2 separate regions of the Mus musculus genome follow, and region 1 is linked to region 2. Evidence: chromatin contacts called from public Hi-C data. All regions are on one chromosome and are shown on one strand. The core of a region is the stretch at or near the end of the contact, and the rest is flanking DNA. Distances in the headings are between cores, read along the strand shown. Region 1 holds the start of 2810002D19Rik (RIKEN cDNA 2810002D19 gene). Region 2 holds the start of Nup160 (nucleoporin 160).

The links. Hi-C and Micro-C count contacts between places; a contact is called where the count stands out from the background.
Region 1: a contact with region 2 is called in a Hi-C map of CD8 T cells, with 4 times the contacts expected there. The contact joins the promoter of 2810002D19Rik here to the promoter of Nup160 in region 2. A contact is called at or near these places in 2 of 484 Hi-C or Micro-C datasets (CD8 T cells and uterus).

The regions. Positions count from the first base shown.
Region 1 is chr2:94,404,783-94,408,496 of GRCm38.p6, forward strand. 2810002D19Rik (RIKEN cDNA 2810002D19 gene) reads left to right here and starts at 1,925. Exons shown (of 2, transcript NR_027831.1): 1 at 1,925-2,184. It overlaps Ttc17 (tetratricopeptide repeat domain 17), which reads right to left and starts at 1,907. Exons shown (of 25, transcript NM_183106.2): 1 at 1,725-1,907. The coding sequence starts at 1,883.
Region 2 is chr2:90,675,909-90,679,903 of GRCm38.p6, forward strand. Nup160 (nucleoporin 160) reads left to right here and starts at 1,307. Exons shown (of 37, transcript NM_021512.2): 1 at 1,307-1,562; 2 at 3,106-3,600; 3 at 3,864-3,975. The coding sequence starts at 3,501.

The DNA of each region.
Region 1 (3,714 bases), core at 675-3,174, 3.7 Mb after region 2:
GATCTGGCAAGGTACTAATACCCATATATTCCCCTCTAAGATGTAGATCCAATATGTAAAAGAAGGCATTTTTTTTTTTTAAAGAACAAAAACAAATCCGATCTTACCTTCCCACTGTAATATTCAACATATAAATGATCCATTTCCGTTAATTAACCTTCACTTTTCAGATGGATTTCTTTTCCGGCTGAGTGGCAGGCCACCAAAATGGGAAGGAGAAGTCAATGTCATCGAGTATAAATAGCTGTGGCCAGAAACAATATAGCGAAGGAGCCAATGGGAGAAGGGCTCCCCAAATTGCAGCATAAGTGACTGAATTCAATGCCTCCCTTCACGCGGACCTCAGCAAACCACCAACAGCAATCAAAAGATGAAAACAGGGATGGTGCAGGATTTCCAATCTTACGTTGGAAAGGCAGCCTTACTGTATTTTTCTAGGGGTTCTGACATTTTTAAACTCTCAGTTGGAGGCTAATGAAAATTAACTTGGATCTTGAACTTAATATCCATGAAAAAGAAATCCTTTAAATCGGGAGTTTGATATAAATACACTCGAGGAAAGAGTACACTGGAAACACAAAGTGTGGGCATTTTAAAAATTTTGTTTAGGTTTGCTGCATTGTGAAATGTCTCATCTTAAATATAAACCATGCGATGTGTTTCTACAGTTAATCAAAAGGATCAGTTTCTCTCTCTCGCCTTTGGTTAAAACATGAGTCAGTATGCTTAAATTGCAAGGGGTACACACTTCACTTTTTAAATGGCTCCTGGACATTTCCTGATTGTTGTCAAGCGCTGGAAGTCATTAAGTTTACAAGATTCTGTGGTGAAGCACGCGCGCGAGCACGCGCGCACACACACACACACACACACACACACACACACACGCACACACACACACACACACACACGCAGTCCTTAAAGCATCAGCAGTATGAAAGCAAATGCAGATGCAGGCATCAGAAAGTTATATAAGAAAAGCGGTCACTCCTCTGAGAAATCAGTTCAAGCATAGGTAATCTAGTAAACTGCAAATGCTGAGTGCCGGGCTGGGTCAAAGGAACTAGGAAGCAATGTAAAATACACCGGGAAATGAGGGCACTTAAGAACTGAATGATGCGGGCACCGCCACCAGAGGCATGCATCTTCTGGCATTCCTTCAGAAGGAGCAAGAATGGGTTGTCTTTAAAGAGCCCCTAATGACCTGGCTAACGGCACAGCCTCAAACCACCACATCGCGAAACAAATCCCATCAGTGGGAGACAAGGCTGGAGGAGGCGCATTAAAAGATCCATCCATTCACTAATGCCACCCTGGCTGTCACCGGCCTGGGACGCGCACACTCCCCGGCACTGCCACCTGCTTTCTACTTCCTCGGGGAGAGGTGGTGGCGCGCGGGTCCTGGTCCAGCGGCTCCAAAGGCAGAACTAATGATGAATCCGTGACTCCTAACCCGGGAGCTCAAGTCTCAGCTCCCCGGGGTCGGTTCCGGGACGGCGCGCGGCCCCAAGGTGGAAGGCTGAGAAGTTCCCCACGGCGGAGCCGGGGCGAGGGGACCAGAGGGGAGGGGGCGGCGCCAGGTCGGAGCGCAGGAAGCCTCGGCCCGTGGGCCGGGACCGTGGGAAGCCAAGCTGGGGGCGGGGCCGCGCGGAGCCACCCAGGGGCCCGGCTCCGGGATTCCCCCTGATCGGGCGCGGGCAGAGAGGGGGCACCCTGGCCGCTACCTGCTGTTGGATCTTCCCGTCCTCCGTGACGACCCAGTGCGTAGTGGCCAAGGCCCCTCGAGCCACCACGCTCAGCAAAGCGGAAAGGCTGAGAAGCCAACCCGGGCCGGAGCGAGGTAGCAGCTCGAACCGGCCGCGGACCCCTATTGCCGCCGCCATCTTGCCCCCCCGGCCGGGCTGCTCACACCGGAAGCGGAAGCGACTCCTTGCGGTCCGCCATCTTGGGGAGGTCGCCTCTGGAACTGGAGGAGGAGCCCGCGGAGTGCCTCGGAGACGATACCGGTCCCTTTACTCTCGGTCGGGGAAGCCGGTCCTGCCACACCTCAGGGCTGGAAACGGCTTTCTAGTTATCGTTTTTCTGGAGGCTATAAGATCCCCAAGCGTGGGAATCGGAGGGGAGATAATAAAACTAGGTGGAGCTTGAGCAGAAGTGAGAAGACGGTGAAGGTCTTTTTAAAAAGTAAGTATTGTTTCTGGTAGGGCAATAAAAGTTATACTTTTCAACTATCTGAGAGAGGCTTTTTTTTTTTTTTTTAATAAGTCTCGTAATGGAGTGTTAAGCGGCGCAGTCGTACTGTGTAATGCATGTCACACATCGAATTAAAAAAATAGCTCGTTATCAAATACAAAATATCAGCTCATTACAAGTTATGTATATGTGATCGGCATACTTTTTCTTCCGAAATTTAGAAAGCGATGTGTCCTTACAGACCACTTACATCCAGTGTGGCCAGATTTTTGGGTCTTACAGCAGCAGCACCACGTGTCTTGTGGACTTTGGTGGGCAGCTCTAGTCTAAGTTAAAGACCTAGGTGTAGAACCCAGATAGTGGCATCTCCGGGGAGGGGACTGTATTAAATATGTAAGCACTGCGGCTTCCCTTCCCCGAGGGTAGACTCAGCCATTATGAGTATGTTTTAAAGAAGTCTCAGGTGATTGATTTGCATATTGAAACTTAAGAGGCGCACTACCAACAGGTACAGTAGCTGTTAACCAGCTTAGGTTCCAGGCTCTGCCAATGTATGTTATTATAGGTATTTCAGGTCGGCCTACTAGTATGGTGGGCGTATCATCTTGTAACAAAGCTGTTATGCTTTTTTTTTTTTCTGTTGAGAAAAAAAAAAATTGTGCCCTGCCACCTACATAGATGTGTTGCAGGAAACAAATGTCTGCCTCATGTTATGGGAACAGAGACTGTGCTATGGCATTGTAATTCTTCTGAGAGCAGTTTGGTTTTGTTGATTTTGTTTGTTTTGTTTTTGAAATGAAGTCCCATTTGCAGCCTGAATTGCCTGGAATTTATTTAGCCCAGGCAGGCCTTTAAGTCCACCTGTGTCAACCACCTGATGCTGGATACAGGCATGAACCATCAGGCCCAGCTCACTAGGCAGCTTTTCTTAAAAGTACCCGTGTAATGAACATTCGTTTTATTAAAAAGGTATATCTTGGGGCTGGAGAGATGGCTTGGGGCTACAAAGATGGCTCAGGGCTGAAGAGCACTTCCTGCTCTTCCCTGGAAGCAGTGTTAGGCCACAACCACCTGTAGAACTCCAGCTCTAGGGGATCCTCCTTTATACATGTGGCATACAGTTCTCATACACAAACATATACACCCACGTACGTATGTGTACACACACATACACACACATATGTATATATTTGCCTGTAGAGACTGGGTGTAAAGGTCAGCTCAGGACCTTTGGGAAGGTTATGAAACACTTGCCCCTCCAGAAGGGAGAGGTTAATTAACATTTCTCAGACCACAGGGTGGAACCGACAGGATGGACTGTTGCCCACCTTCAGACAAGGGAAGTCCTTGTTACCTCATTCCCTAAAGACCAACCAGTTTAAAGGGTGCACTGTTTCGCCAATCATATTGTGCCTAGTTGCTGATGCTCTATTCTGCCTCCTGGAAACCTTATAAAAACTCACTGAACGGGTGCTGCTCCGCCTCTCCTTCGGGTCTGGGACGACCCCAGTGCACTGGAAC
Region 2 (3,995 bases), core at 57-2,556:
TCGAAACACAAGAAAGACAAGGTATCTGGCTGCTTAGCCTATTTTGGGGGATCATTATAACCCAGTGCCCAACATGCAATCAAGACTGAAAAAATAAGTGTGGGACAAACCAATATGCTTCCAGGAACTGGAAAGCTACTTACTATGATTAATAGAACAGCATGAAGATAAAAACCAATATTTAAAAATCTAGAGAAATAGAAAAAAATAATAAGCCCTTTGCACTGTGGCTAGATCTCAAGTCATTGCTATTATCACTTTTGAAAGTCACTGGCCAAATGACAGGAAACCACATTCCTGGAACCCCCGAAATAAAGTAATTACATTGAAAGTGCTCACTGAAAAATAACACTAATTTCCACTGAAAGAAATTATTCCACTGAATAATTCAATAATTTCCATCGAATTACCACCCAAAAAAAGTCACTAAGTTCGGGCAATGTAAAGTGTTACTGTTAACTTACTGCAATTCACCTTGAATTTACTGTAACATGAACCAAAGGTCAAAGACAGCTTGAAGCTTGGAAAACATCACATCTCAAGTTCTATTCAGCCATAAACAAGAAGAAAATCATATCGTTTGAATGAAAATGGTTACGTTGGGGATCATCATTATTATTAATAAAGGAAGGCACAAAAATGCAAAATCTAGATTTAAATATATGTATACATGACATAAAAGGGGAGGGGAGGACTATTATTTGGGAAGAGGAAGGGGAACAGTAAGAGGGAAAGGGAGGACAAGATTTGCTAACAGGTGAATGTGAACAAAGTAGGCTAAAGTACATGTATGAAAATGTCATATGATGTCCATCATTTGTAAAATGAATAATAACATTAATAAAAAAGCAAACACACACTCTAATAAAATCTTCTGCCTACGTCTGTGAGACAGGGTTTGATGTAACCTAGGCAGGCCTCACACTTACTATGTTGCTGAGACTAGCCTAGAATGCCTCCACCCTCCAAGCACCCAGGATGACAGGTGTGGGCCACTATTCCCAGCTTCATCATGGACCCCCCATCACCCTCCTTTGCCCTTCTTCCCAACTAGTTCCTCTTCCACTTTCATGTCTTTTCTATCTGTGACCCACTGGGTTTAATTAGAGTTGCTTGAATGAGCATGGGAGGGAGTCTTATTTATAGGAGCACCGGCAACTAACCAGCAAATACACCACTGGAGAAAATTACTCCTCCCTCACAGCAGCCACTGACTTTACCTACGGCTCCTCGGGGAGCGATGGGGCCTCAAAGTCCAACCCCCACCACGGAATGTTGACAGGCCCTGTCTTTTGTGTAGGTAACCACAGTTATGATCTCACGAGAGCAGCCACCATGCTGTGTCCAGGAGGCAGTGTCGTTACAGCACACCTTCCCGTTCATCTTGCATTCTTTCTGCCTTGATAGAGATTTTGAATATGTGGGGGAAATGACACTAACAACAAGTTCCCCAAAACATATCTCATTCACCTAGACCAGGCTGGCCTTAAATTCAGAGATCTACCTGCATTTGCCTCCTGTGTGCTGGGGTTCAAGATGTGTGCCACCAAGCCGCACAACAGGTAATCTTTTAAAAAAATATTTTTTAAATTGTGTGTGTGTGTGTGTGTGTGTGTGTGTGTGTGTGTGAGCTTCCCTCTCAAAAAAAAAGTCTCTGAAGCAGAGATTTACACACAGGAAGGAGCACACAGTGTGCTCACAGAACAGCATTGCTAGGGGAGTGAAGAAAGCAGGATTAGGCAGAGAAAACTGAACTGAAATTGACCAGGATGGACCTAGATGGAAGCAAGGGACCAGGACCTTAGGCTTCATCTTGATCCACTGAGATGCATCCACTGAGTGCAGACATAACTCCCTTTTTGCCAAGTACAGAAGGACAGGGGTTAGCAGGGCTCTAGGGGAGACTTTATCTTAGTGAGATTTAGAGGAGTAATTTAGTAAAAATGGAAAAATTAAAGATGCTAAAATGAGGAATAGACCGAAGGTCAAGGTAGGGAGGGTGTCTCTCTATAAGTTCAGACACAGTTCAATGTACAGAAACAGAAGCATAAGGCTATAATTGCTGGTAGGAAAATATGGTTGCAGGGCAAGTTGTCTTCTTTTGTGAGGAATGGGGACGTCAAGACAGTTTCTGTTGCCCTGGTTGTCCTGGAACTCACTCTGTAATGCAGGCTGGCCTTTAACTCACAGAAACCCACCTACCTCTGCCTCCTGAGTGCTGGGATTAAAAGCTGCTTTTTGTTTGATTTGAGCCAGGGTTTTAGGCAGCCTCAGGCTGGCCTTGATCTTGACATAAATTGGAGGATAATCTTGAACTCCTGATCTACTTGCTTCCAAAAGCTGCTGTCAGTGTGCCACTATGCCCACTCGGCCGACTTCAGAGTAAGCTAAGAATGAGTGGGGGTGAGGGCTGGAGACATGGCTCAGCGGTTAAGAGCACCGACTGCTCTTCCCAAGGTCCTGAGTTCAAATCCCAGCAACCACATGGTGGCTCACAACCATCCGTAATGAAATCTAGCGCCCTCTTCTGGTGCATCTGAAGAGAGGTGTGGGCAGTGACAATCACGAAATAGTCATTAAGGCAATAAATGGTCAAGGGAAATGCAATTGCTGGGGCAGAATTATGGAACTTCGCAATGTTGTGATTCTGATGGAGTTGCCAACGAACATGTTCAGCTGTAAGCCTGAAGTTGTAGTTTAATTTATTTACTCATTCATTTACAAAGTCTCACTATGTAGCCCCAAACTGGCTCTGAATGATCAATCTTCAACCTCCAGAGAATACTGACCGATCCCAGAAAGAAATTCACAAACAATTCCTTGCACGTTTGCAAACTGTACTGTATTTTCGATAACTTCAAGAAGGTTGGGGCATTAATATTTAATTCAACGCATCCGACCCGTGTCGCTCAGAGTGGCAAGTGTCTGTAATCCTAGTACTCCGGAGGCTGGGGCGGGAGGATCAGAGTTCGAGGCCAACCTGAGCTGACATCTCAACACATACATGTGTATGCGGGTGTGTAAAGAAAAAGTTTCGCAAAAATGCCAACACAAAGAATCCCTCCTTCCTTTTACTTTTCCTCCTTGTTTCGCTGAACGATGAAGAGGCTGGATAACAACTTACACGCCAACGCTCTAACGGAGGGGAAGGTTCCCGCAAGCTGGGAGTGTGCCCGTCAGGCCTCTTCCCCGCCCGCGCCCGCTTTTCAAAATGAAAACACGCACAGCCCCGCCCCTGCTCGAGGCCGTCGGGAAAAGGGCGCCGCCGCCGCAGCCGCCGCCCGTCTCCGGCCGCTCCGAAGTGACCGCGAGTCAAGGCATCTTCTTCCCGCCTCAGCCTCATTCTCGCGGTGAAAAGCCGCAGATGAGCCTCCGACCCGCGGTCCTCAGGCAGCCAAAATCGCGCACACACATATCCCCGCCTCGCGCCACACCCCCGGAAGTGACGAGCCGACGTGACCCGCCCTTGTCCCGTCAGGCCTCACGGCGACGGCGGGAAGATGGCGGCGGCGGGATCCCTGGAACGGAGCTTCGTGGAACTGAGCGGAGCTGAACGCGAAAGGCCCAGGCACTTTCGGGAATTCACAGTCTGCGACATTGGTACGGAAAGGGCTTGGGAGAATGGGAGCCACTGCTTTCCCTCGGGCTCCCCAAGTAGGCCTTTGGTCTCCCCTGGTGGATCCAAGTCCACATGCCTGAAGCCTGTGCATCATCACATCTTGTCCTGTGCCTGACTTCTTCCTCCCTTTTCCACTCACTATTGTATGCACTGTCAGTCCCTTGCACTCTGCTCCTCGGCACTCTTCAGTGCCTGTCATCCCCCAGAGAACCGCGCATGCAAGCCCACCACATTCATTTTGTAGGGACTGCAAGTGCCGCGTTTGGAACGGTGAAGTACAGTGAGAGCGCTGGTGGCTTCTATTATGTGGAAAGTGGCAAGTTGTTCTCCATCACCAGGAACAGGTTCATTCATTGGTAAGTGCTGCGTTTTCCCT